7 separate regions of the Mus musculus genome follow, and regions 2, 3, 4, 5, 6 and 7 are each linked to region 1. The links are chromatin contacts, called in public promoter capture Hi-C maps. All regions are on one chromosome and are shown on one strand. The core of a region is the stretch at or near the end of the contact, and the rest is flanking DNA. Distances in the headings are between cores, read along the strand shown.

Region 1 (3,936 bases), core at 655-3,154:
CGTGCTAGGAAACGAAGGGGGGATGCTGATGGGTTTGGGTAACTAGCATGGTAGGCTGTTAATGTTTACTTGCATAAGCATCCACATACACTAAGAGCTAAGATACTCACAGCCGTAGCTCTTCAAAGGTTTTCACCGAGTAGAGTGGAGAGCTGGGATCCTTCTGTAAGACTTCCACTCGGTGGCTGGATTCTATTAAGGACTGACGGATTAGCTTGTTTAAGAGTGAATTGGCTGCCAAATCCACTAAAAAAAAAAAAAGGCAAAATCACAAGAGGACATCAAACCTCCCGGATGACAGCTAATTAACTGTTATCTCCTACTGAGCAACAGTACATATCAACCAACAGCAGCTTGTTCTCATCTTCCTGACAAAAGGAAGTCCGAGAAGGAATGCCACAGCACCGAGGATTCCCTCCTTTTACCAAGACCCAGTTTCTTATGCTCTGTTGTGCAAACCCTTGACCACGTGCAGACCGACATCTAATTGCAATATCTTCCTAGCCAAACCGAAAATTCTTAATCTACACCTTGCAGTTTTCATTTCAACGTAGTCTAAAGGAATGCACCCCCCTCCTAATTCAGTACTCCCCCCCCATAGTATTCATTCAAAAAGAAAACAAAGATAGTGCTTTCCCAAGGAAATTAATCCTTTTAGCACAGTCAAAGCGATGGTAAACCAAGCAGCAGAGCTAATAGGTACATTCAGTCGAGCTTGTCTCCTACCTACATCGTCTTCATCATCATCATCATCTTCCGTGTTAAGAGAGCCGTCTATGAGGGTAAAAGGGAAAATAAGAAGCATAAAGAAAAATGTTGAGTGGAAACATACAATGCATTCTCAGAACGTCTCACAGACGCTACAGTGTATGCAAACAGAGCCATCTCCTGCAAGAGTAAAGCGATGTGCCTGAGGAGGTGGAGGATTTTCAGTGGAGAGGAAGGAAGCCAAAGCTATTTCATGGCAGATACATGGGGAAAGCAAAGGTGTTAATTAAGCCAGTCTTGCTTTAGCCTAACAACACTCACCTATGTTTGGGACTGTGGTACTCCTAATACCACGAAGGTTCTTCCTGGGATGGACGAGATTTGAAAACTATTGAAAGGCACAAAATTCAACCAAGGTTAGGAAGCAGGACATCAAGCAAGAAGCATGGCGCTATCCTACAGCAAGGGGAGGGAAGACCACCTCAAACTGCTTCCTTTGCAATGTTAAGGGTTAATGATTTCATTATAAGAATCTGTGTAATTGTATGAATTCTCATATAATAGAATGGGGGCTTCCATAGTCTCTCTTTATAAGGGCTCTTAGTTTGAATATGGGCAGCATCTGGGTGATGGGTGGTTTACAACTACAAGGGGAAGGTGGCTATGAAGATGAGAAGCCTGCTAAATGGTCAAAACCAGGATAGGAGAAAACTCAGTACAGATAGGACTAGCAGCTGCGCACTCTCTCTGTATTTCCTGAGGGGGTCTCTGCCCTTTCAAATCAAAGGTCGGTCCTTTCTGGGAGTCTCCTTTTCTGTGGCCTTTCCAGCCCAGCCCCCCATCACTTGACACCCCCCATCACTTGACACCCCGCTCTAAACGCCGGCCGGGCGCTCCCCTTCCCAGGGGACTTCCCTCGGGAGTCCCTGTTCTAGCCCCCGCCCCTGGGCCCTCCCCTGCTCAGCGGCAGTTACGTGGCTGTTCAGCCGCTCGCTCTCCGCCGCCCCGGCGTCGCCTCCCCAAAGTAACGACGCCATAGCTGCGGTCTCCGCTCTCGCCCCTGGCACGTGCTGCCACCCCCGCGCGGGGCAGCGCCGGCTCGGCTCAGTGGCCAATGGTCAGGCTCCGGGACCGGCGTCCGCCTCGCGACCACCCGTGGCGCGGCGCAGTGCGCAGGCGCGGGCCCGGCGCGGGGCGGGCGGAGGGAGAGAGGTGCGGGGCGCAGCTGTGCGGGACACCCGCGAGCTTTCCGTTTGACCAGCCGGCCATCCGCACAGCAGAGAGAAAGTGGGCACGGAGGCGGTACACACACCGCGCTGCAGGCTCTCGTGCGGGTATCTCTCCCGACAGCCCCGCTTGGGCATCACCAGGTGTGAGGTTGCACAGTGGAGGGAGAGATGGGCTTGACCAGAGGTTCAGAAGGAAAACAGAACTCAAGTGCGGACATGTGTCCAGGATACCTGTGATGTGCCCACATACACGCATATTTTAATTTTTATTCTAAGGAGGGGTCTCCTTTTAAAGCAATCTGGACCACCACTATCTATATCTATGACATGTATTGCACAGCTCTGGGGTAGCTCTTTGGTCCAACCTTATGCTAAGTTTGGACCAAAGAACCAGGATTTTCAGTTTTCTGACTGGAATTTTAAGACTTGGGGCAACATTTCTATAATTGTCAAAAGCAGAAACTCAAAACTGGAGCCATGATCTCTCCGTGGTGCTGAAGCAGAATTCCTTGGCCCTGTTCTGTCGCAATCTTTCAGTGTTTTCAGGTCAAAGCATTTCCCTTTAACCCTTACATTTACATTCTAGTAGTAAATGTTTCGACTCTCAAGGTTAAATTTCTGTTAATTAAACGATGTTGGGACAGGATCTTCAATCTCTTAGTTTTCATATAGGATAGCCAGCATTTGAAAATCTTTTTTTCTCATTTTAGACCAGACTATATTTCTCGTATTGGCTTGCGGTAAAGAGGAAGCTGCATCAGAAACCTGCGCATGCGGTGGGCTTCGGCTAAAAGCCCACACCGTGCCTTCCGAACTACATTTCCCAGAACCGTCGGCGCACGCTTGGTGAAGCCGCGCATGCTTACTGAAGACGGAAAGCCATAGCTTCCGGCTAGCCGCATGGCCGCCTACTGAGGACCGGAAGGTGAGTTAAACTCTGAGTTGGGCATCTTTGAGTTCTAGAGAGGAATGAACAGATGGAGGCTGAACTGCTACCTTCTGCCCTGGTATTTAAGTGTTTAAGAAGGCCTTGGTGTATGAAATGGGACTTAGGACAACGCATATCGTGTCGTGCCTGGAACTTCTAGCAGCTAGGAAATCCCATCGGCGGGGCTTAGAGTCTGTAACTAGTTTAGAGGGCCTCTACTACATCAAAATTGCTCAAATATGAACAGTGGAAGCCCATTAATTATGCTATGGAAGGAAGGGGTGGCGGGAAACTTTGGGTTTTGTTTTACACAATTCTTTTCAGAGTTGATTAATGGTCGTAGCGCGTCTCAAACCCTTTATTACAAAGGAAATGTGTACCCTCGCCATATACATTTAAACATTTAAAGAAGTTTCGTACATTTAGGGCGTGCTATTTTAGGGTGAAAGCTTGGTGCGCCCAGGAATTCCCTTTGTGGGTATTTGGTTACCCCCACACTGTATCTGCCAACCTTCTGAATTTCACTTATAAACCTAGTGTGCTGGAGCAAACAGTACTGGGCCAAGAGTCTTGGGAGTCATGACTTTAAAAATAATCTGCCTGGTGACTGGATTTACCTAGCCCAATTCATGCTTATAGGGATACTTAGTCAACTGGAACACTTGAAAAACCTTTTGATTTTTGTTATTTGAACTTTGAAGTCCCCACTCAAATGTTTTGAAAAGCTGATAGACTTTTAATCCTGCACCTAAGACTTGAGTTTTAACTATTCCCCGTGCTCTACATGTACGACAAATCTGGCTGTTTGATTTACAACATATTTGTACCACTTACTATGTATTCCCAGGCATTTGTGGCATAGTTCTGGCTCTGATACACCACTGAGTTTGCAGTTTTTACTTTCGTGGAGTGAGTGTACTAAGTCGAGTCCCGATTATTTTTCTTCTTGATGTGTCTAGCAATGGGTGGAACTGGGTAAATGTATTCTATCGATAGCATTAAATGGTAAGAAAATGTTTTAGCAGCTAGTAATTGCCAGTGCTGATCATGGTTCAGTGTTTTTCCTTCTTG
Region 2 (4,076 bases), core at 1,312-3,811, 2.0 Mb after region 1:
CTGATGTTTTCTTCTTCCTCATTTCTCTCTAAGCTTGCTTACCAAGGGGGAAAAGAACAAGTAAGGCACGGCTAGATTCTTCCCAAACATCAGGTAGGATGGTCATGGAAGAGAACTCCAGAGCAAAAAGATGAGGAAGGCATACTGTTCTCTTTACAGCGCAGGGATGCCTGGTAGCAGCCCTGCCCTCTTCCAGTCCTCCGCCCTTTTTTGCCCCCTCTTTTCCTTCTTTCTGCCTCCTTCCAACTCCACAGAATGAGACTGATGCTGAATATTATCTGGCCCTTTGGTCCAGTGGACTTGGGACATAAAAAAACAGAGACTGTGTCAGGGCCCAGTGCAGGAGGTGCCCCTGGACCCTGGACATTCAATACCTCTGGCAGTCCCTCTTCCTCTAGGGGACACTGATTTCAAACACATTAACCACACCCTCAGCCATTATCTATCAGTATTAGTTATCTGTGGTGTAGCTATCTACTTGCCATGCACCAATGGCTTCCTGGGTATTTTTATAAGCACTAACCAGGAGAGACAAGGTTGGAGGCCTGAGCCCCACATCTCACCCTCTTCATCCTTCTCAGGCTTCCTAGAGTCTTCACCCATTCATGTCTTCCCTGCTGGCACATCTCCCGATTCCTTTCCCCATCCTTCTTGGCTTCTCAGCCTTTTCTTTCTTGCCTAGCAGTTACCCTCCTCCCCTGTTGACTCATATCTCATAATCTGCCATCTATCTATTTATTTTTTATTTTTTTACTTAATGGAACATTGCTGGGGATGAGGGGCTCTTCCTCAATTGAGACTGAAGACCCACACCTTTCCTTTCCCAGCCAAAAAGTGATTCTTGGGCTCAGTGTGTAGCTCAGAAGCAGAGTACATATTTAGCAGGCATAAAGTCCAGAAGTCAATCCCCAGCACCAAAAATAAGTAAGTAAATAAGCAAATAAGCAAACAAACTGTTCCCTGGAGAATAGCAAACCGCTTCCTTGGAAGAAGCCCTGGATAGTGTTCTTCAAAGGGCGGAACTGTATGTGATTGGCATGCTTGTATATGTATATGTATATGTATATGTATATGTATATGTATATGTATATGTATATGTATATGTATATATTTTTTCTGATCTATACATTTACTGCTATGAGCATTTACAGTAATGAAAATCAGTATGCTTCAAAGAGGGATTGGAGGGCAATCTTTTGAGAGGACAGGGCTCCACACTTGTCAAAGGTGCCTACTTGGGGAAAAAAAATCACATTTCTAAGCCCCATTTGTACAACTGTAAAAGACCTACCTACCTGGGGTGATCAGGCACTCTGGCAGCTGTTATTTATTTAACAAGAGTTAAAATGTCAGCAATGGCTTGCCCCTAAGTTCTCACTGCGTCTTGGACACTGGGCATTGGGAAGTGTCACCTCTCAAAGATATGGGCTATTCCTCCCTTCCAAACTTATTTATTTTGCACATTGTGGGAGAAAGGTGGGGTTCCTGCTGTCGTTAAGTAACCTCTGGAGTCTTTAGCCAGAGTGACAGAAAGAAAACACTAGGAATTTGGAGTCGTCTCTTTCCTTAGATCGGAGGCTAAGAATAAGCAAACACGTTTTATATAGGTATGGGTCACTCAACTCCTTTAGCCAGCTAGGAGCCAGGACCAGTGCTGGATGCCTTCATACAAGAGCCCTTAACAAGATCTGCTTTGGCGTTAGGCACTTGCAGCATCCAGTTTCCGTGTAGGCGCTGATAGACACTTCCTCCCCTTGCCCACAGGGCCCTCTCACGGTCACTCACCCAGCACCTTCCAAAGGAGAAGGTTTTGGGGGCTGAACCAGCTCCACCCCAGAACCACACTGACTAGGTTCTTTCCTGCCCATCACCACCAAGACCAGGGTGGATTCTCCCCGACTTCGCCACATAAGGGCTTAGACGATCATCTGAGGGTCGTGAAGATCTTGCCACAGTCCGCGACAGCAGCAGTGGGATAGGAAATCGTTTGGGGGCCAAAAAATACCAAGGGAAAGGACTAGCACACCAGCAACTTTCCTGTGTCTCCGTGGGGGAAGTTCCACCTCTCGTCTAAGCAGCAGCTTTCCTGCATGAAAGCTCTGCTCAGATCCAGATACAACCTAGATTGTCTGGCCCATGGGCGCTCAGACGCCCCCGCGAGCTGGGGAGCATTTTCCCCAGGGCTTGGCTCAGATCAGGCAGGCGCCTTCCATCATCCAATACAATATTTCAGCACCATTCTTTCCCACATTGTTCCTAGGTCTTCCGCACCCACTTCCATCCCTCACTCACCCCCCAGGGGTTCTCGTGTGCCCCTTGCCCCAGAACACGCTGAGTTCAAGTATGGACTTACCGTGCAGCAGTCCATTGCCGGTGTTGAGGGTCCTTGGCTGGGGTGGAGCCTGGCGCAGAGCGGGGGTGGGTTTGTACGATGCTGGGTGGCAGCTCAGGGGCTGTCGGGCACTCCCCGACCAGCGCAGAATCCTTGCAGAACCAGCCTCTCTCCTCTTGGGTCCGGTCTCCCGCGCTCCGCAACTCTTGCGAATGTAACCTGAGCCCTGCGGCCTCGAAGCCAATCAGAAGACACTTTCTGCAGGGTGGGCGGGGAGAACTGGAGCGAGGACCACTCCTTCTCTCGACTCTCTCCGCCTCGCTCGCTTTGGTGCTCCAACCTCTCCACCTACACACTTCCATCCATTCCTCCTACACACCCCATCTCCCAAATTCACCCCCCCCCCCGCTTTCTAAGTCGCAGACTGCCAGGCAGATGTACGTCGGAGTAAGCACAAGGCCTCCAACATCCAGGGCACAAATACACATCTGGGTGCAGCACGCCCTACCGCCCATAGATAGAAAACCACGAACCTCACCCACCTCCCTGTTCTAGAGTCCCAAACATTACTCCCTCTATTTCCCCTCTCTGCAGAGATGCCCTCCTCACTCTAGTTACAGAGAAACCTGATGGTAGACAGCCTACATGATGGGCACATAGTGACATAGACGCTCCAAGCCTCATGCATCCATACATACTCCCAGGCGGGGTGGTGTGGTGTATCTTCCCACATACAGACACTGCAGACACAATAGGCAAAAACAACTCCACAGGGCCGTGTCCACACACCCTGTGAAGCACAGGTAAACGGTAGACCTCCTGTTAGTTAGCACATAGACAAAAATACCTGCATTCTCACTGCTGGCAATGTCTGCACTAAGTGTTTTCTTTTTAAAATTTTTAGCAAGAACACTGTATTGTCACACGTTGATTCTACGTATTAATTGATTCCATTGTGACCTACTTGTGCCCTTTAAACCATGTTCACCTGGTTACCCTCTTTTGCCCCTTCCCACTCCTGATAACCCCTACTCTTTCCACAAGTATCCCTTTTATTGCCATGTCTTTTTTTTTGGAATGGGGGGGTGTCGAGAAGGAACCCATTGAATTTTGTTAGTGTTGTTTATAGGAGCACGGGCAAGGGCTTCTTTACAGCATTGTAGGCACTGTACTAGTGACTGCACCCCTAAAGTAAATGTCTCTCCCTACCTCACCAACTATTAATTGTGTATAAATCTTCAGGGTGGGGTGGTACCTCATAAGCCCCTCCTCTTTCCATGATAGAGTGTTAATGGGCCCACTCTTGTGGAGATCTTGTGCAGGTGATCCAGCTGTTGTTAACTCAATAGCCAAGTCATGACTGGAAATCATCATTCCATACCTCACCCCCCTTCTTCTGGTTCTTAAATTCTTCCTACCCCTTCTTCCATGATGTTTCCTGAGCCTTGGAAGTATTGGTATATATGTGTCCTCTCTATGACTTGGCATCCAATAGCCTCTAATTCTCAGTATTTTGACTAGTTCTAAGTGTCTTCCATCATCACCGACCAAGTATCTATTTTGTATCTCTCCATGACCTGTGATCTATCTGTCTACTTATCCATCTATCTATCCTTCCATCCATCTGCACCAAATAAAATCACGTACACCCAGCACCCACTTTGAATGTATTTATATCCTGGTACAGACTTAGCACACCCACCCATCCCACTCCTCACACTAGACTTCCTAACCTTTTGATTCA
Region 3 (4,017 bases), core at 182-2,681, 1.7 Mb after region 1:
GAGACATTTTCTCTCTTTCTGAAAACATAAAACTGTTTAATAGTTCCAAATGTAGAAAGGACCACATAAACCATCTAAAGAATGTTTTAGATGATTATTAGCCTGAGAGACCTTGAAACAAAATGACTTATTTTAAAACCAGGCCAAATTGATGACTAAGTATCTGCCCAATCTGACCCTTAGTTTAGTTTGAGAATTTAGATTTGAGATTGCTGTGTCATCTGTTTTGTTTTTGTTTTGTTTTTTTTAGAAGCCAGCAACTGGCTATTTTGTTAAGTTTTATAGTTTATAAATGACGGTAACTAACAAAATGTTTTAACACTCTTCCTTCCCCACCTCTTGCAGACCAAGTACACTGCTCCAAAAGCTCAATGGAGATTGGCTAAAACCTCTTCTCCCAGCACAAGGGTGACCTTGTGGTCCTGGGAGCAGCTGCTGTCAATGCCAGCTCATGCTTTTAAGGGTGACCACCCAGTGTTGGAGCAGCTGCAGCTCTGATCCCAGAGATCTTGCCCTAGCTAGGTATCCCTGAGACTGGAAGGGTCAGACAGGCTTAATAGAACCAGTGATTTCTGGCTTGTTAACTAATCTAATCAATAGGGGCCTTAAGCTCTCTGGCTCCATTTATATTCTACCAGTTCTTGGCCTGGGTTCCTCAAAGGCAAATCCGGATCCTCCAAATACACAGATAAGACTTGGAGGCACTCCACAGGTACCCGCTTGTGCGCTTGTGTTTGCAGATACGGGGTGGCAAACCAAAAAGGATGAAGACTCCTAGGCACCCTGTTTGTTCTTCACCGGGGTTAGACAGAAGTCTGGGCTAATGTGGAATTAATAGTTCTGTGTTACTAAACTTCCACGCCTGCGCCACCGAAGGAGCCCTGCCAGATAGAACTAGAACCCCATCCCCCACTCCAGGGACAAGCAGAAACATCCGCCGCCCGAGCAAGTCTCTGCGCGTCTTGGCAGCCTCCCTCCCCAGCCCTGCTCACCAGCTGTCCCTAGAGAAGGCGCGAAGGAACCAGACACCAGGAGCCAGGGAGGACCGCATCTTGAGGCGCCGGCACTCGAAGCTGAGACTATGGAGGGTGCAGAGCCGGCGCGCGTCCCGGCCAGCGGCGGCAGCGATTTAAATGCCCCGCCGACTGGCCCGCCCCAGGCAGGCCCATGGCCAGAGCCTCCGCCCCTTGAACATGACCGGCCTGCCCTCTAGGTCGCGCCGAGTGCAAGTCCTAGCTATCCCTCTGTGCTCACTAGCCACTGTTTTCTATGTACTGCCATCTGTTTTCTCGAACTTTCTCTCCTAGTCAGAAACCAGCAGTCTTGAGTTTCCTGGGGCTCCTCTTTCTTGTCTGGGCTTTTCCATTTCACTACCCACGAGGGGATGGGGAACTGAAAACAGCAGTCCTACAAGTCATCAACTCTGTGTGACGTTGGGTTTCCTGCAGTGCTACCTGTCTTGAGCAGTTCTGTGCCCTGACACAAAGCAAATCCGGTGCTCTGTGTAAGTGAACGCAGTGGGACCACCGCGCTGACTCATGATCTGCGGGCTCTCTTTGGGAGCCCTGGAAGTGTCTCAGGGAGGAAAATGATCCCCAAACCCACCTCTCAGGTTCTGGTTCTGCTTGCTCAGACGAATCTGAGTTCACTGAGTCTGCTGGAGCTTTCCTAAAGCTCCACTAGCCAGTAACTAACTATGTTGCCAATACTCCAATCTCCACTTTCCAGGCACGCAGCCAGGTGGCAGTGAAGAGCTACAAGGGTCTTCCGTGCTCATAAAAATGACTGCCTCTAGCTTAAAGATTCAGAGTAAATTTCCACCTATAAAAAGAAGCTGCGACGAGATTCTTGTGTACGAAACCAAGGGCAAAATACTGAGGGTGGAAAGGGAAAGTATTCGCCTCAAAAGTAAACTTTTTAATAGTACATAAAATAGGAATGGGTTTAGCCCTTACCCCACCCACTCCTAACTCTTAGGAGTGTCCAGTATTCAGAGCAAGGTCAAGGAGGTGCAGTAACAACTCCACCAAACAGTGGACTCAGGATAATGGGCTTGGCTTGTCAGCCCTGGTATCAAGCAGAAAAAGGGTAAGCAGAGTTATAAAACCCTTGGATAATACCAGCAGTTGGGAGTATGGGTCTAGTGCCAGAAATAAAGGCAACAAGTCAAGGGCAGGGGTAAAGGATTAGAGGAAGGAGAAGGCAATAGGCAGGAGGCACAAATGCCATGTCGTGTAAAATGCTGGAAACCAAGAGTATCATGTAGTACAATTCAGTGAAATCCCTAAGTACAGGGTCTAGGGAGATGGCTCAGTAAGAGCACTTCCTGTGCAAGCATGAGAACCGGAGTTTGAATCTCCAGCATGCACATAAAAAAGCAGGCATGGCTGCCCAGGCCACTGACCTCAGCACTAGGAGAGGAAGACAAGTAGAGCTTGAAAGCCTCACTGGCCAGCCAGCCAGCCCCCCAAACCGAGTGTCTGTTATTCAGTAAGAAACCCTGTTGTAAGACAATAATGGAGAATGACAGAAGACACTCAGGGTCCTATTCTGGCCATCATATGTGCATACACAGGCAAATGTACCAAATAAAATAGACATACATACACACACTAAATAAATAAACTCCACATCCCTTTTTTACCATTTAGTGAAGTGGGGCATACATGGGTATCAAAATAGGTAACATGACTTTAAGCTCTCATCTGCCCTGGGCACTTCAAACCCAGGTGGCAAACACTCCTGATTAAACAGAAGACACACAGAGTGAGCTGGCATCCTCAGAATGGCAGCTACTGATTTCTAGAGGACTAAGAGAAGGATCTGGTTGCCATACAAATGAACCAAGGAAGCTGCAGCCATGCGAGGTTATTCAGTAAGTAGACATCAGTGGAAGAATGGAGAGACTATTGCCAGCGCTTCTGTGGTGCTAGCTAGACTTCAGCAGTGGAAGACAGCTGTCTCTCCACTTGAAAGATAGTCACACTGTTTGTTTCACATGCTTTTCTAGAGGTGTGCTGGTATCTTCCATAGTTGCATCTGCTGAGTGCTGGAACTGTACGGTGCTCATAAGCTCTTACTCTAAGTGCTCTGAGGCTGTAAGAGTATGTATGCCCCATTATGTGCCAACAAGTACTAAGGAGCAGAGCTCAAACAGTCTTTGCTGCCTATGGATTCGAGCCATGACTCCCTGTCCAGGCATTAGGATGGCACATGGGGCATGTCTATCACTTGCTCCTGTAGGTGACCTGGATGCTCTCTGCTTCCTGCTGCTTGAGACTGACACAGAGGGATATTACAACCCAGGTAATCCTTCTCCCCACTAACAGCACCTCTCCACTCCTGTCTCATCTTCCTGTTGTATCTGACACCCCCACACAGCATGTTCTCAAACCCTGTGAGATGTGACCGGTGTTTGAAGAAATGAGGAAGGGAGGAGCCACTCAGTCAGCCACCAAAGGAGAAGATCCTAACTCCTGACCGGCAGCCCTCTAATTACTTGGTTCAGTATTAGGCACGTGGGATGAAGACACTCAATGGTATTAGCCATTTTAGCCACCAAGTATCAGTTTCAGCTGCTTCTGAGTTTCACTGATCACCCATGCGACTTTCTAGGCTTTCTGTTTAGCAATGAGTGTCTTCCTTGGTTTTATGGATGGGATAAAAGGCCTTGAATGCTCCTGAATATTAGCGACCAAATGCCAAAAGAAGTTACTAGGCTGAAGAACATAAAATATCAGCACACACACACACACACATAAGCATTACCTTAAAAATGCATTTCCCTTCTTCCATTTCTGTCTTATAAAGCAGACAATAGAAGAACTTTGTCTCAGGAGATGTGACCCAATGGGCAGGAAGTCAGGATATTGGAAGAAATATAATACTAGGATTTTTTCATTGAGAGATGGACACTAAAAGTACAAAACACTACTTAGAGTCAGGATCGATTCTTATTCTCAGTTTCCATAGCTACAAAACATGGACAGTAACACCTGCAGTATGAGGCAGATGTAA
Region 4 (3,793 bases), core at 1,013-3,512, 1.8 Mb after region 1:
AAACTTGCCACAAGGGACTCCAATCAGCAGAAAGTAGTCTAGCAATAACGCTGACCCCTTCTAACTCCTGACTTTACTCAGGGGTCTCTTTCCTTTCTCCCCTATCCTTTTCCTTGTTGTTGCTATCTAGTGTCAGGGGGTTGAAAGGTTAGAAAAGAAGGGATGGAGAAGGGTGAAAGAAAGAAGGACCCTCAAAGTAGCAGAGACCAGCTACACAGGGTCTCTCTTATCTCTGCAGCTTCACTCCAGGTTCATCAGGGTTGCACACAGGTATTTTTACCTGTAAGCTACCTCCAAGACCCTTAATTAATATTTAAATGTCTTGTTTCTCCTCTAAAATCACCCATGTTAAGTACCTTGTATATTCTAAGAACATTGTATATTTCCTACATTCCACAAATACTATGTACATTAGGCAATATTATTTAATTTTAAAAACAAGGGGTGTGGAACGTGACTTACTCCCTATGCACAATAAAATTTGAACAAAAAGCTAAGGAACAGTTTGTTGAAATACTAAACAACTGTGGGCTGGAGAGATGGCTTAGTGATTAAGAGCACTGACTGCTCTTCCTGAAGGTCCTGAGTTCAAGTCCCAGCAACCACATAGTGGCTCACAACCATCTGTAATGAGATCTGATGCCCTCTTCTGGGGTGTCTGAAGACAGCCACAGTGTACTTACAAATAATAAGTCTTTAAAAAAAAAAAAAAAGAGGGGGGGAGGGTATGGGGGACTTTTGGGATAGCATTGGAAATGTAATTGAGGAAAATATGTAATAAAAATAAATTAATTAATTAATTAATTAAAAAAAGAAAGAAAAAATACTAAATAAAGCCAAAAAAAACTAGCAAAACCACTCTCATTTGTTAGCAAATACTAACAAATATTTACATCAAATATTTACAATCAAATATCAAATATTTACATGTGTAAATAAATCAAATATTTACATTAAATTAAATTAAATTAAATTAAATCAAAAATTAAATTAAATTAAATCAAATATTTACATGTGTAAACTTTTGAAAGGGCATTTCTTCATCTGAAATGCTTCTACCCTGAGTGTACAGCATTTCTATTCCTTCACAGACAATGACCATAGTTCCTCATTCGTTCAACAACTACATCCTAAGGACCTAGTTTACCCCAAAAACAAAAATAAACAAGAAGTTCCTTGGCCCCGTGGAATTTACAACTTCCTCAGAGTCTATCAGGATTAACCTCTTTCTTTTATTTTCTTATTTTCATTTTGCCTGGATCTGCATTTAAAAACTTATAAACTCTGAGCAACTACTTAACATTTGAAGAGTGACCAACTGTCATTCTTCTTATGTTACAGTGTCGGGAAATTGTACACAGTACCTATGCCATTCACAGCAAACAACCATGTTTGTGAAGTAAACTAGCCTACTTGCTGGTATGTAGTAAGAACTAAGTTAATATTTGATTGTGTCAACCAAAGATGAAGCAAGTTTTGGAAAACACATCATTGTTGTATAATTTTGACGCAAGAATATAACCTGTATCAGAATGGAAACAGCATCCTCCAGCAGTTCATCTTTCTTTAAGTACCAAAAATTTAGAGAAGGCTAATAAAAAGGGCTGGCAGCGATCACAGTAACCGGGTCAACTGACACTCACATGTGCTGGAATTCCCGACCAATTTGGTGAGGCAGGTTCCACCCAAGCCCCAACTGGTATTATGGCCTGGTTCCTCTCAGCCAGCACTGCCAAAACGTCCTTGCTCTTCGTGGGATTTAAAGCCAGGGGCAATTTTGTGGGATTCCGAGGCTTCTTGAGGGGCGCCATACCTCCTGGCATTGACTTCTGGTTAGAAGAAAAGAGAAAGAGGGACAAGGCTTAAGACAAGGGGGAAAGGCGTAAAAATTACTTTCTAGAAGGAACGGAGATGAGAGGACGAAAAAACAAGGATTTACTTGGGAGATGAAAGCCTGCCCAGAGGTGAGCATAGGCGGGCGCTAAGGGCAGGGCTTGAGTCTGAGATGACCGCGGGTGGAAAAGCGCCGGCCCACGGCATGGGGCTGGAGGGGAGTCTAAGGCCCGGGCAGGAGCCGGGGGTCTTAAGAAGCCTGGGCACAGGAGGTGGGGGGCGTCTGAAGCCCGGCCAGGAAAGCGGGGTCCTGTGAGGCTCCAACAGTTGGATAGGAGACCTGTGAAGCCTGGAGCCTGCCGCGATCCGGTCCGTCTCACACACAGACTCAAACTCCGCGGGCTGCTACGCAAAGGACAAACAGCAAACTGCCACCCCGGGGCCCACGCCTGCCCTGCCTCTTCCGCATTTGTCACCCGTCTTGGGCTGGGGAGGCGGGAATCCGAGCGCGGGGATTACGTCACTTCCGCTTCCTGCCCTTTGGTTGGGGAGGACTAGAGCGGGTTGTTGAATCCGGCAGCGAGCTTAGACTCGGCCTCTCTTTGGATACTGGCGCTGTAGTCTTCTCAAATCTCGAAGTGAGAGGTCTGACATGATGAACAGGCGAGTAAGCGTTCACCGCTGAGGAAATCTCGGGAATAGACAGAGCAGTTCTCAACCTAAGGGTCGCTACCTCTGGGGGTCGCATATCAGATATCCTGCAATGAGATATTTTACATTACAGTTCATAGCAGGAGCAAAATTACAGTTATGAAGTCGCACCCAAATTTTATGGTTGTAGGTCACCACAACATAAGGAACTGTATTAAAGAGTCGCAGTATTAGGAAGGTTGAGAACCACTGGGCAAGAACATGTTGCCAGTGGATCCTTGAGAAGCAAACCAAGCCAACAATCAACCAGACTGCGCTTTTATGCAGCCCCTAAGGTTTACAACGCTATTTCGTGATTACCTTTGACATGTTCTTGTGTGTGACCATCACAACTCACTCCAAACAATGCTTGGGATATTTCATTAAACCCAAAAGACATACACTCATTTTACTCAAGGTGTATATTCGTGCTGGGGGTTGAACCAAGGGCCTCTGGCATTCTAGGCAAGTGCAGCAGTGGAAACCCTAGCTGCCTTAATAATTTTGCTTTTAAGTTAGGGTCTCACTAAGTTGCCCATGCTGGACTTGAACTCACTGTGTAGCCCAGGCCTCGAACTTGCAATCCTCCTGCCTTAGCCTTCCCAATGGCTGCCGTTACAGGCACGTGTCACCCTGCTTTACTTCAACATACCTTATTGCAAGCATTTTATATATCAGTATGTTTTCTGGTTACTCCAGATACTCCCAGTGAACAAAGATCCCTTGTTTGGAGAATTTAAAATCCATTGGAGAATTTACACTGACATTGATAGGACATTTCCAGAGAAGACATCACTAGGGCAATTGAAGTTGATCTTTGAGTTTTGTTTGTATTTCATTTTACTCAGTACTGGAAGTTAAGCCCAGGGCTTCATACATGCTGGTCAAGAACTATATACCCTGCCAACTTTTTTTAACTAGTCTACTTTTAAACAGAAACTATATATGATCATAGAACAAGCCTTTATACTCTTCAAGGGAGGGTTTTAGGTATATAGTTGATTGTTTCACAGCTTTTAATGGGATCTCCTAGGTAGTTCAGGTTCCTCCTGCCTCAGCTTCCCAAGGGCTGGAATAACAGTCACAAAACATCATACCCAGGTATAGGATGATTCCAGGTAGGAGCTGGAGAGATGGTTAATTAAGACTGCTTCCTGCTCTTCCAGAGGACTAAAGTTCATATGCCAGCACTCACGTGCTCACACTCTCCTATAACTCCAGCTCCGTGGATCCAGTGTCCTCTTTTTGCCTCCCTAGGCACCTATATACC
Region 5 (3,635 bases), core at 524-3,023, 1.8 Mb after region 1:
GGAGTCCAAGGCCATCCTCACTACATAGCTAGCTGGAAAGCAATCTGTCTCAAGAACACAGACAAACAACAATGGGAAGTGTCCTACAGTGCCACCTGGGAACTGCTAGCGAGAATGTAAATGAGTTAGGTTCTTTGGAAAACAGTTTGGGAGCTCCATAAAAAGTTCCATAAACAGGTGTGGTGCCATCAATATAGATAGCATACCCATATAGGCAAAATCCACGTGGTATGGTGTCACGGAGATAGCATACCTACAACAGGCAAAATAGACAGAAAGTAGATGGGGCTGGGGAGAGGAAATACAGTTAGTGACAACTAAGAATAGAAGTGTTACATAGGGAAAGCTAACTAAAATTAGACATTTGTGGTAGTCTCAGAACCTTGTGAAAATACTAAAGCCACTGAACTGTACATTCTAAAAGGGTGAATTTCCTGATATATGAATTCTGTCTTAATTTAAATGTTTTAGCATAAAATTAAAGGGGGGGAACTAAAACTAGGGGGGAAGCCTGATGGGTGGCTTTCAAATTTTAAGTCTATCAACATAGACTAATTTTTACTTTAAGATTAAGTATATTCATGTGTAACTAAGAAAAATAAAATAGAAATAAAATGCCCTTTTTTGGTGTTTTGTTGATTCATTTGGGGTTTCTGTTTCATTCTGCTGAGATGGGGGTCTCATGTTGCAGCCCAGCTCAGCCTGGAACTCATGATGTAGCCCAAACTTGTCTCAAACTCAGAGCAGTTTTCCAAGGGCTCAACCCTGCAAGTGCTGAGATCACAGGCGTGCCCCTGTTTCGGTTTTTTGAAACAGGGGTATCACTGTGAACCTCAGATTGGCCTTGAACTCCCAGTCTTCCTGCCTCTGCCTCCTTAGTGCTGGGACTACGGGTGAGCCCGGCACACTCACTTAAATGATTTCTCCTAACTAAGAATTTGCTGGGTGTTCTGTAGCAACCTTCACCAATCCTCCCAACAATTCCTCCGGGGAGGCCATTGTTTTAGCCATTTTACAGAGGTAAAACTCAAGGGCTCAAAGATACTGAGTCCATTCCATTACTGCAGAGTTACCGAGCGTTTTATGAGAAGGCATGGCCAGGAGGCAGGCTAGGCTATCACACTGATGGGAGAACCCAAGGGTGCCGGAGTGTGGAGCATTAACCTCATCTTTACTCTGACATGTCCTAGAGCACTGACTGCAGGGAAGGGGATGACAGTGGACTCTGGAAAGACACTCCCAGCATCTATCTGAACCTGTGATAAGAGACAATCCCAACTAGAACAGGCATGAAAGTAACCGAAATCAAACCCTTTTCCAATTTTCTTCTTGTGGGCTAAAACACCACTTCTTCAGTAATTCTTTGACGTCTCTCATTTCTCGAGATATCCAAAAAACACCCCCTCCCATACCCACCCGGCCACCTTTTCTCTCTTATTAGAAGTCCGTCCTGAAACAGAAGGAGGAATGTGAGGTGGAGCCTTCTAAATTGGAACACATTTATGAGCCCAGATCTGCCTCTGCCTTGGGAGTGGGACTTTATTGAAAGACAAGCCAAGAACCACTGGACCACCTGAGCCCCATAGGATGGAACCTGCTATTAACATCTAAACAGATACTCCTGTCCAAACTAAGGGGCGAAGGGCTTGGAAAGTAGAAAATGCTAGGTCTGAGCAAAGCGAGAGGAGAGAACAAGGCCAGCAACACACAGAGCTCTGTGTATTCAGAGGGAAGTTGGCAGGGTTGTGCTCGGGCAGAGAAACTCCGAGTGGTACAAAGGGACGTGCCCGGAGTGGAGAAATCATGCTAATTGTCTGCACCAGAGCTGGAGAACGCCACCCAAAATGAAGAGAGAAAGGGGAGCCCTGTCAAGAGCCTCCAGGGCTCTGCGCCTCTCTCCTTTTGTCTACCTGCTTCTCATCCAGCCAGGTAAGAGATCAGAGGGTCTAGAGAAAAGAACTGGGGGGCATTTGACAGAGGGAAGGGGAGAGCAGAGCCTGATACCTTCGGGGCTGGAGGAGGGGAGAGCGCTCAGTGGCCGTGGGAAGCATCTCAGTGAATTCAGGAGTCAATGTTGAATATATCTGTTCATTCCCTGTGCTTCCCGCCTGGCCCCCGGCCCCCTCCCCGAAAGGCTGCATGACTTTGGAGCGCCCACGGCATTCAGTACATTAGCTGGAAAGGCATCATGCCACTTCTTATGGGATGACTTGCTGGCGTGGGCCAGACCAGCATTCTTTTTAAGGGCTTATGTGAGCTCTTGGTGGGAGAAGGGGGAGGGGAAATCTTGGTTTTGCACCTCCCAAACCTCTACTGTGGCTTCTCTGAGTGTCAAACATCGTGAAAGATGAAAGAAACTTTGTAGATAATGAGCCTCCTGGTTTAGGATAGCAGTCAGTCCTAGTCATAATTTACTCCAAGCCATAGACACCTACCTCTTGTAGCGCCCCCTAGTAACACTATAGAGAACTGGTCTTATTTTAAGTACTGTAGATATTTATATGTTCATACACACAATTACAGGGAACCTAGAAATGCACATCTTAATGTGGCAAGCGGATACATAGATCATTTTAACAAAAAGCAGGAATCAGAAAAAAAAAAAAAAGTCACCTGCCTCCATCCAGGAAGCTGGGGCTGGTGGGGCAGGATGCTGGGGCTGGTGGGGCAGGATGCTGGTGGGCGTTGAGACCCAGGGAATGTTTCCTTATAGAAAGTATGCACTGAATCTCAGAAGACGGGGAAAATAGGTAGGAGCGTGAGCGAGATTATTGTTGGGACAAAGGTCAAGAGCTTGAAATAGTATCGTGTGTTTAGGCGGAGCCCAGAAGTTCAGCATTGCTTAGGGAAAAGTGTGAACTGAGTTCAGTAGAAGCCTTGTAAACCTTTCTCAGAAAATGAGACTGAGTCTATAAATGGTCGATGGGGACGCTGCATGATCTTTGATTTGGGAACTGGCAGGGTGAGTTTTACTTTTTAGATCTCTTGGTCTTCAGTGAGGCACTGAAGGAGAAACAAGGCAAAATAGATGAGGATGGAGGCCGATTTCATTCCTCTGAGCCCATGAAACAAAATAACACAGACTAGGCGGCTTAGGTAGCAGAAAGTTGGTGTCTTGCAGTTCTGAAAAGCAGACCTTAGAGATCAAAGTACCGACATGCCACACTCCCTCTGAGAGCACTAAGGACAGATCTGTCCCAGGCTTCTTTGGCTTGTGGCAGCAAAATTCCAGCCTTCAGGTGGCGTTTTCCTGTTTGCGTGTCAGTGTTCGAATGTCCCAGTCTTACAAGGACTTGTGCGGAAGTGGATCCACCCTACTACAGTATGACCTCATCTTAATTCCTTGTCTCTGAAAAGACCCCACTGCCAAAAGAAATCGGATTGTGAGGTGCAGGGCTTGGGGTGGAGATTAGGAGGACTTCAGCATGTGAGTTTGAGGAGATGTAGGTTAGCCCACATCAAAGCTATTTTTTAATTATAAACTATGCCAATAAGATGTTAGTTATGAGGCAGGCATGGTGGTGTATGCTTGTAATCTCAGCACTTGAGAGAGGTATGAGGATCAGGGGCCGAAGGCCGTCTTTGACTATACAGTGAGTTTGAGTACAGCCTGGGCTACATAAGATCCTTTCCAA
Region 6 (4,188 bases), core at 836-3,335, 1.2 Mb after region 1:
GGATGCTTCGAATTGAACCTAGGTCCTCTGAAAAGTAGTTAGTGCTCTTAAACATTGAGCCATCTCTTCAGCCCCTATATATAAATAATCTTAAAATACTAGTCTCTCAGCTGGGTAGTGGTGGCGCACACCTTTAATCCCAGCACTTGGGAGGCAGAGGCAGGAGGATTTCTGAGTTCAAGGCCAGCCTGGTCTATAGAGTGAGTTCTAGGACAGCCAGGGCCAGAGAAACCCTGCCCCCCCCCCAAAGACTCTCAATTATTTAATTTCTTTAAAGTGAACTCTCAGGTGAATGGAAAGTCTGCTTGCAAAAATATGAGATTTTAGGATTCCAAAGTTATCATGCCCCACCAAATCAAGCTTAGAATCTTCAATTTAAGAGATAATAAAATATAATAGTCAGCTTGTATACAACTCAAACTTCAAAACATAAAGGATACTTTCCTTGACCTCTGGCCACTTCAGCACCACACTGACCCAACTGGACTGATGCCATTCAGAACTGGACAAACAGGGAGTACAGTCAGAAGGCTGCCTGCATCTGCTCCTTACGTCAAATCCTACCCAAATGTGCTCACCTAGAGAAGTTCCTAAGGTTAGGAAACATCTGTTACTACTCCCACTCCCCCCTCCTAAAAAAGCAGAAAAAGAAAACCTCAAGAGCTTCAATCATGTGTACAGAGAAAGCCAGTGCTCTAGGAGTTGTGGTAAAAAGCAGTCCATGACCAGGAAACTAGTAAATGTCCAAGACACTAAGGTATATCACAAATGTACCACCATCTTAAGCAACAACTTGCTCATCTACAAATAAAGGGTAGCATATTAAAATTCTTCACGGGATAGAGTACGACAGAATAAACAAAGCTGAAAAAATTCTGGATAAATGTAATCCTGTTAAAGAACACACCCGACTTGAGGTGAGAAAATCCATTACTCTAGTTTTCTCCAAGAGCCCAGACAGGGAGCTTCAAAATCTGTCATATCCCAGAACCACTGTGTTATTTGACTCCTTGGCAGATTAATACCCGGCTTCTTCATGTACCAACTAACAAAGTACCAGTGACCAAATAGAGCCTTTAAAGGAAAGGCCATTATTATACCGTGGGCCTAACAACTTTTCTATGGGAGAGAACATTTGGTATGAATTGCCCTGTTTAACAAATTGCTGAGACAAGCAGAAAAATAACCTTCCACGATTTGAGACCACACACTGACTGACACAAAGGGCTCTAACAACAGAGAAAACCAAGATGCATCATCTGGTTCACAATATTTTACATATAAACGGTTTGTCAACAGTGAGTGAAAGCTAATTACAACCAACTTTGGAACTTCAGTGTTCTAACCGAGACTGGACTTTTTGGCTTAAGCTTTGCAACGAGGATTTTTGTTTAACCCAAGCATCACCTTCCTTAAACCTTGAAACACTGCTGGCCAATAAATTTGACAGTCTTTAGAACCGATTAAGCACCTACTGAGACATACTCCTGCACTTTCATTCCGAAGCCACCAGATTCAAGTCCCGGAAGGGAGGAAGCCAGTGTTTCCCACTCCAGGTAGGGAAAAGGTAAACACCCTCACGCATCACCCGGCCACAGGCTGCCTCCTGGGCAACCTGGGGTACTCGGCCCCTTCTCTCCCGCAGCGTCGGGGCAATTGGGGTGAGAACCCGTCTTCCTCCCCAGCCACTGCCGCGCACAAGGTGCGGACCTCGCTCACTGAGGGTCACCGGAGCTAAAGATAGCCCCGCCGCACCTGGGGAAAGCCTGAGTCCCGCGCGCCGCCGCCAGGCCTGCCCCTGCCGCCTTTCGCGTCCCGGGCCCTTCGGGGGCCGGGGTCCTTGCCGCAGCCCCTTCCAGAACCTTAGGAACTAGCTCCGGCCTGCCAGCCCTCGATGGGCCCTGCCGCCCAGGCTGCGATTTGCAAGCGGCTCGAGCCCACTGCCCGCCGCGGCCTGCACCTACCCCGCCACCCTACCGCCGCGGCTCCAGCCAGGGCGCTCGCCCACCGAGGCTCGGTTCGCCTGCTCCGCGCCCGGCTGCCCGCTCCGCCCGGGCGCTCGGAGAGCCGGGGCTGCGCCCACACTGGGCATGCCCGGGCCGCACGGGGCAGCTGGGAAGTCGGGCGGGCAGCCTGCCGGTCGCTGGGCAGGGGCGGGGCTAGCGAGGTAGGGCGGGGCCATACCGGGGGGCGTGGTCTGGGAGCCTGGGAATTGTAGTTGGCTGGACCTCAGAGTCCAGACTCATTCTGGGTATCCAGGTCCAGGATTCTAGACCTTTGTTGCCTCCTAGTCAAACCCCTTCTCACTGTTGAGCGATCGTTAACCTCCTTAATCTATCTACACATCAGTGCTGGTCTTTCTGATATCCTTTAAGAACAAATGATGAAAACAATAAAATAGGAGACACCTTGATAATTTGGAGGCTTTCTATAAAGACTAATAAACCAGGTATGGTGATGCACACCTGAAATCCCAGCCCTTGGAAAGCTGAAGAGAAGAAATGGTCCAAATTCGAGTCCAGCCTTGGCTACCTAGTAAGTACCAGCCTTGGCAGAGCTGTGTAACAACATCTTGATTCAGAAAAAAACAAAAGCAAAAAACAAAAACTCAATAGAGTAATCAGTTATCATGCACATGCAAAAAGCCCTGGCTTCAAGTCCAAGAATTATATTACACAGGGCATGATAGTACAATCTCAGCACTTGGAATTTGGAGGCAAGAGATCAGAAGTTTGAGTGATTCAGAATATAAGGCATCAACCACTTAGGTAGCATTTAGTGCGGATTGTAATGATGGAATGGCTGTGATAAAAAACAAGTAGAGATTGCTGTTTTCAACTGGCTCATTTCTAGCCTGGCTCCATAATTTCTTGTCATGAAACTGTAGGAAAAGCCACTTTTACCCTTTTCAGGTTTCTCCTTTGAATTTAAGAAACAAAACCCAGAAAGAGTCAAGTATAAGAAAAGCATACAAGTTAGCTAGTGAGTTAGTAGTGACTGACATATAAACCCTGAGAAGGGAATGAAGAAGATTGGAGATGGGTTTTCTTTTATTTTTTGGAGGGGGATGGAGGGAGGCTGGAGACAGGGCTTCACTCTATAGCTCCGGCTGTCCTGGAACTCACTCTGTAAATCAGGGTGGCCTGCCTCTGCCTCTGCCTCCCAAGTGTTGGGATTAAAGGCATGCACCACCACCCAGTTAGTTTAGTCCAGAGGAACAGAACTTAATGAATATATATGGGGTTTATTAGAATGACTTACAGGCTGTGGTCCAACTAAACCAACAATGGTTACCTGTGAATGGAAGGTCCAAGAGTTCAGCAGTTGTGCACTTCACAAGGCTGGGTGTCGAAGCTGGTCTTCAGTACACGCTGGAATCCCAAAGTAGTAGGCTCTACTGCCAGTGGAGGAATGGACTTGCCAGTGAGAGCAAGAGCAAGCAGGAAAGCGTGAGTTCCCTTCATCCATGTTCTTTATATAGGCTGCCAACAGGAGGTGTGGCTCATATTAAAAAAGAGTCTTTCCACCTCAAAAGATCTTGGTTAGGAGTCCTCGCGGCTGGGTGTGGTGGGATGTACTCACTCCTTTAGCTCCAGTACAGGGAAGGCTGAGGATTAACATTAAATTCGAAACCTGGCATGGCGCACGCCTTTAATCCCAGCACTTGGGAGGCAGAGGCAGGCAAATTTCTGAGTTCGAGGCCACCCTGGTCTACAGAGTAAGTTCCAGGACAGCCAGGGCTACACAGAGAAACCCTGTCTCAAAAAACCAAAAAGGAAAAAAAAAATTAAGTTCGAGGACACCCAGGACTAACACCCTGTCTTGAAAATAGAACTAGCTGTGAGGACCAGGCTGGCCTTGAACTTAGAGGTCCACCTGCCTCTGCCTCCTGATGCTGGGACTAAAAGAGTGTGCCACCAGTTCCCAGCCCAAATGTTTTTAAATGCCATTGTGCAAAGAATGGCAGTTGTAGAGAAGTGGTGGGTGGGGCTAAAGAGAAAAAATCGCATTTTGATAAGGTTTGGTTTGTACCCCACCTATTAACTATTTTTTAAAAATCTAGCCCAGTTAGACGTGTATACTGGACAAGTGCTTTATCACTGAGCTAAATTCCCATCCCCTTCAAATTCCTATTCAAGTTACTTTTAGAGCAGCAACTCCCTGCTTTTAAGAGGGAAAGGAAGCCGG
Region 7 (3,843 bases), core at 1,260-3,759, 1.9 Mb after region 1:
GTATCCTCATTCTCGCCTATGCAGAAGAGTTAAATACTGAGCTCTCAGTCAGACCTATTCGCTTCTGCCAGTAGGCGGCGCTGAAGCCTTGCACAATCTGGTGTCCTTAAATAACCAGTGACTCTTGGGCGCATCTGTTCTGCGGCTCTCTCTCGCCCCCACCCCGCCTACCCTGTTCCAATATCCTCAGAGACCTCTTGGTTCTAGGCCCAGTGGGGGATTAGGTTTCGTTTCTTGCCCTTCCTTTTAAGAGTTCTGGTATAGAGAATGCTGGGGCGTGGCGGGTGCAGGCTCCACCCTGGTCGTTGATTTGATTGCTCAGTGTAAAATCAGTTTCTCTCCCACGTATGGAAGAGAATAAACTTCTCAGTCTTTTCCCTTCCAGATAGATGGAAGGATGTCTGCTGCTCAAGCATCTCTTTCCTCCGTCCCATCCCAATCCTGTTTTGGAAACACTCCACTGAGAGAGGCCCCTGGAATGGTTAGAGCCCAGGTTTTGGCTTCGAAATGCTCTGAGCTAGAATCTCAGATTTGACACTTCCCAGAGTTAGTAAGCTGGACATCTTATTTAACTGCAGCCCGTTGGTGGCCCATGCCTGTAAGCCCACTGCTCTGGGTGTGGAGGCGTCTAAGTTACATAGTTAGGCTAGGTCTCAAAAAACAAAAAGGTTCAGGTCTCTAAATTTCACTTCCTTATCTGCAATGTGGGAGTTCAAAACCCCCAAAAAGATGCAAGGCACAACAGTAGCTATGACAAGTTTACCATTACTTAATATCCTTTCTTCTCCAGCACTTTAATGTGGTTCCTACAGTCTCTACCTGAATGAGACTTTAGGCTCTAGTATTTCTAAACCCATCCCATCTCCACTTCAAAAACCTCTCATATGTGATAAAAATACACTTTAAGTTCCCTGCTGCCAAGATCTTGCTCTATGCTTTTGTGGTCACTGCCCTATTCTTTATCCTCCATAGCTGTTTTTTTGTTTTGTTTTCCCTAGTGGCAGTGTGTAGTGACCAACAACCATCGTCCCTCCCTGACTTTTCAAGCTTAAATGAAAAGATAGATGTCTGGTATAAAGCTCTAGGTGAGTAAAAAATCCGAGAAAATAACTGCTTGGTCTCTTGGGACTCCTCAAAGGTGGCAAGACTGGAGAATCTCAGCCCTCTTCAAACTCCTTCCACACAACACCCTTCTGATCCACGCTTTCCCTCTAATTCCTGCAGACACAGCCGAGGGCTCTCTTTCCCTGGAATTTCTTCCCTGTCATTCCTGGTCTCCAGAGATGCTTCGACAGCAGCCTAATGAATAGCTAATGGCCATGCAAATAGGGCTCTGGGGCTCCTCCCTTGCACCTGAGTACGGGGGGGGGGGGGAGAGAGAGAGAGAACGAGAGAGAGAGAGAGAGAGAGAGAGAGAGAGAGAGAGAGAGAGAGAGAGAGAGAATCCTTTCATCTTTTAGAGACTGCAAAGGTGGACCATGTCCAGAGTCCGGGGCCCTAGCCTAAGTTGGGCAGAGGCTTCCAGAGGGAGAGTTCCTGACGTAGCCAGCAGGGAGCGCGATCAGGCCTCTCTCCAGACTGCCTGCAGCGCTCAGGGGGGGCAGCGCTGTCTCAAGTTATTTATTAATCACTGTAATTAGCAGTAACGACCTCGCCATCGCTCTGCCAGGCTGGGTCAGCTGTGAGTCTCACTGGGGATACAAACTTAATACTAAGTTTCCTTGAGAAGATTGCTGACTTTGACCCTCCGCGTAAAAACACCTACAAAGTTGGGGGCTTTCCCACCCTTGCTCTGAGTGAGGTTTTTGAAAACTTTAGGTCCTGGAAGTGGCATCTGCTACTTGGGTGGATCACCTAGTGCCCGGTTTAGCCTTGGCCGACTGGCGACATCGTGCCCTGGTCTAACCTTCCTTCTTAGCTTGGAACTTGCCCTTTACATTTCTCCCACCTGGGGTGGGTGTGGTAGGTGGATAGTAGGAGAGATGAGGAGAAAGGGGCTCAGCAGCCCTCCACCACAGGCAAATACACCAACTCAGACGCTCCTTTGGGACCCCACTTCCCAGGAGGGCCCTGACAGGCGCCCCTGGGTCCTGGAAAAGGAGACCTTCCGTCTTCCCTTCCAAGCAGCCCTCTCATCCCGATCTCCAAATCTAAGGTCCCCATCGAACAGTCTCACCATTGAGAGAGGGATCTCCAGGAGGAAGCAGACTAGGGTTGAGCGCTGCCAGCGAGGAGTTGAAGCCGAAGAGTAGCTCGCTGGAGTTGGAGATGTCCCTGGCCAGGGAGTCCGCGAACAAGTTCATCTGTAGTAGTGTTTTAAGCAGGTAGCGCAGCATAGCGCAGCCCGCCTGGGTCTTGGGCAGGGGCCTCGGAGCCCAGCCCTTGGGTCTGGGACCCGCGGGCCGGGAGCCGTAAGCCCCTCCACAGCCTTTGCGCGCTGCGGCAGCCACGATGCCGCTGTCCTGCAGGCGTGCCTGGGTACCGGCCGTGCCTCTGCGCGGGCTGTCCTCCTTCGCTGGTTCTTCTCTCCACCCCCCCCCCCCCCAGTGCCAGAATCCCCTGGGAGCTGGGCGGGCGGAAAGCAGGTGCCACTCGGATCACGCCGTAATTAAGGGCTTAATCCGCCTTCCTCCATATCCCCACCTCCACCAGGATGGCCACTAACAGGGCCGCGCGCAAGTTAGAGTCCCCGCCCCACACTCCTCTCATCAAATGTTGCTCTGAACCTGGCGGGAGAGTCTCTCTCTCTCTCTCTCTCTCTCTCTCTCTCTCTCTCTCTCTCTCTCTCTCTCTCTCTCTCTCTCTCCCCCAAGACGCGGACTGAGCCTCTGTCAGACTCAGCCCTTCTTTCTAAAATTATAGCAGGAATTATTTCCTTTCTCGGACGTCAGGGAAACTGAGGCATTGGGAGAGCAGACACTGTTGAGCTCTCAATGTCCCAGCTTCCAGTGCCTTTCAAATTCTGGGTCCTGGAAACGTGAGCGCAGGGTGCTAGGATACCTGGGAGTGGGGGTGGAGGGGAAGAAGAGAATTCCACCGCTGGATCACCTCTCGCCCCACGTGCGCGTCCGATTCCTCCTAATCCTGTGGCTTGCCACTAGGAACCCACAGGGATACAGAGATCCAACTTGACCTGGAGTCCTGCTCCAGATGCGCCCCCCCCCCCGCCCCGTCAGGAAATCCTGCCGGGTGCTCAGAACTGAGTAAAATTGGAGGAGACCCCGAGAATCCAGGCAGCACGCACCTATTAGCATAGTGCATTGCTCCACTATGACGTGTTTTAGGAAGTTGTTTGACAGTTTTGAAGAGACCAAAAGTCTAGAACAAAGGAAGCAAAGTGTCACAGACCGGGTGAATGCCAAATTGTGTGAAACTGCTGGAACCAGATAACAGCTGTTTATCCTCCCGGTCGGGGTGAGGTGGGGTGGGGTGTGCAACAGGAAAACCAAAGCCCCGGTTCTGTCTCGAATAGGGGTTATTTTAGCCTTGGAGATGTTGCAGCCAACCATCTTTGCTTTTGCCCCTCTCCTGCACACACTTTCTCTAGACTGGAAATGATGTTGAATGTGGAGCAAGAGACCGTGGCTTTCCCATCCTGTAGGTTCTGTGGACAAGTAAGTGTTTGGATTGCTCTTAGGCTATGTAATCGTGCAGCGGCTGCTTCTGATATGTAAGGGGACACCTGCACAGGAAGACAGCTCAGAGCGCTATATGCTACTCAATTCCAGGGTGGAAGATGAAGCTGTGGCAGATTCCAAACCAAAAGCAGGTCAAGAGTAGAGGAACATGGCCCCACCAACCAGTTTGTCTCTACAATCCAGTGTCCTGCCCACGGAATTCTGG

What was found. Promoter capture Hi-C pulls out the DNA fragments that hold promoters and counts their contacts.
Region 2: a contact with region 1 is called in a promoter capture Hi-C map of liver, with 4 times the contacts expected there. The contact joins the promoter of Nrgn here to the promoter of Pus3 in region 1. A contact is called at or near these places in 7 of 39 promoter capture datasets (the 3T3-L1 cell line, cranial neural crest, frontonasal cranial neural crest and 4 more) and 1 of 115 datasets of contacts at active chromatin or transcription factors (astrocytes).
Region 3: a promoter capture Hi-C map of pre-B cells shows a contact between it and region 1, with 7 times the contacts expected there. The contact joins the promoter of Slc37a2 here to the promoter of Pus3 in region 1. A contact is called at or near these places in 6 of 39 promoter capture datasets (the 3T3-L1 cell line, the HPC-7 cell line, cranial neural crest and 3 more), 1 of 484 Hi-C or Micro-C datasets (pre-B cells), 2 of 115 datasets of contacts at active chromatin or transcription factors (astrocytes and large pre-B cells) and 1 of 9 other capture datasets (liver).
Region 4: a contact with region 1 is called in a promoter capture Hi-C map of pre-B cells, with 8 times the contacts expected there. The contact joins the promoter of Ccdc15 here to the promoter of Pus3 in region 1. A contact is called at or near these places in 14 of 39 promoter capture datasets (the 3T3-L1 cell line, 3T3-L1-derived adipocytes, the C10 cell line and 9 more), 2 of 484 Hi-C or Micro-C datasets (B cells and CD8 T cells) and 4 of 115 datasets of contacts at active chromatin or transcription factors (astrocytes, embryonic forebrain, large pre-B cells and 1 more).
Region 5: a contact with region 1 is called in a promoter capture Hi-C map of hippocampal neurons, with 8 times the contacts expected there. The contact joins the promoter of Hepacam here to the promoter of Pus3 in region 1. A contact is called at or near these places in 11 of 39 promoter capture datasets (the 3T3-L1 cell line, 3T3-L1-derived adipocytes, cranial neural crest and 6 more), 2 of 115 datasets of contacts at active chromatin or transcription factors (astrocytes and embryonic forebrain) and 1 of 9 other capture datasets (adipose tissue).
Region 6: a promoter capture Hi-C map of liver shows a contact between it and region 1, with 6 times the contacts expected there. The contact joins the promoter of Ei24 here to the promoter of Pus3 in region 1. A contact is called at or near these places in 17 of 39 promoter capture datasets (the 3T3-L1 cell line, 3T3-L1-derived adipocytes, the C10 cell line and 12 more), 3 of 484 Hi-C or Micro-C datasets (the G1E-ER4 cell line and cortical neurons), 9 of 115 datasets of contacts at active chromatin or transcription factors (astrocytes, cardiomyocytes, embryonic stem cells and 1 more) and 2 of 9 other capture datasets (adipose tissue and liver).
Region 7: a contact with region 1 is called in a promoter capture Hi-C map of liver, with 6 times the contacts expected there. The contact joins the promoter of Robo3 here to the promoter of Pus3 in region 1. A contact is called at or near these places in 4 of 39 promoter capture datasets (hippocampal neurons, liver and pre-B cells).

Annotation. Positions count from the first base shown.
Region 1 is chr9:35,556,656-35,560,591 of GRCm38.p6, forward strand. Pus3 (pseudouridine synthase 3) reads left to right here and starts at 1,905. Exons shown (of 5, transcript NM_023292.5): 1 at 1,905-2,078; 2 at 2,648-2,862. It overlaps Ddx25 (DEAD box helicase 25), which reads right to left and starts at 1,815. Exons shown (of 12, transcript NM_013932.4): 1 at 1,683-1,815; 2 at 1,030-1,096; 3 at 727-774; 4 at 111-246. The coding sequence starts at 1,745.
Region 2 is chr9:37,550,184-37,554,259 of GRCm38.p6, forward strand. Nrgn (neurogranin) reads right to left here and starts at 2,562. Exons shown (of 4, transcript NM_022029.2): 1 at 2,354-2,562. The coding sequence starts at 2,368.
Region 3 is chr9:37,254,307-37,258,323 of GRCm38.p6, forward strand. It overlaps Slc37a2 (solute carrier family 37 (glycerol-3-phosphate transporter), member 2), which reads right to left and starts at 1,432. Exons shown (of 19, transcript NM_001145960.1): 1 at 993-1,432. The coding sequence starts at 1,051.
Region 4 is chr9:37,346,095-37,349,887 of GRCm38.p6, forward strand. It overlaps Ccdc15 (coiled-coil domain containing 15), which reads right to left and starts at 2,263. Exons shown (of 16, transcript NM_001081429.2): 1 at 1,940-2,263; 2 at 1,644-1,829. The coding sequence starts at 1,823.
Region 5 is chr9:37,365,833-37,369,467 of GRCm38.p6, forward strand. It overlaps Hepacam (hepatocyte cell adhesion molecule), which reads left to right and starts at 1,774. Exons shown (of 7, transcript NM_175189.4): 1 at 1,774-1,929. The coding sequence starts at 1,845.
Region 6 is chr9:36,795,249-36,799,436 of GRCm38.p6, forward strand. Ei24 (etoposide induced 2.4 mRNA) reads right to left here and starts at 2,086. Exons shown (of 11, transcript NM_001199494.2): 1 at 1,965-2,086.
Region 7 is chr9:37,430,666-37,434,508 of GRCm38.p6, forward strand. It overlaps Robo3 (roundabout guidance receptor 3), which reads right to left and starts at 2,510. Exons shown (of 28, transcript NM_001164767.1): 1 at 2,177-2,510. The coding sequence starts at 2,336.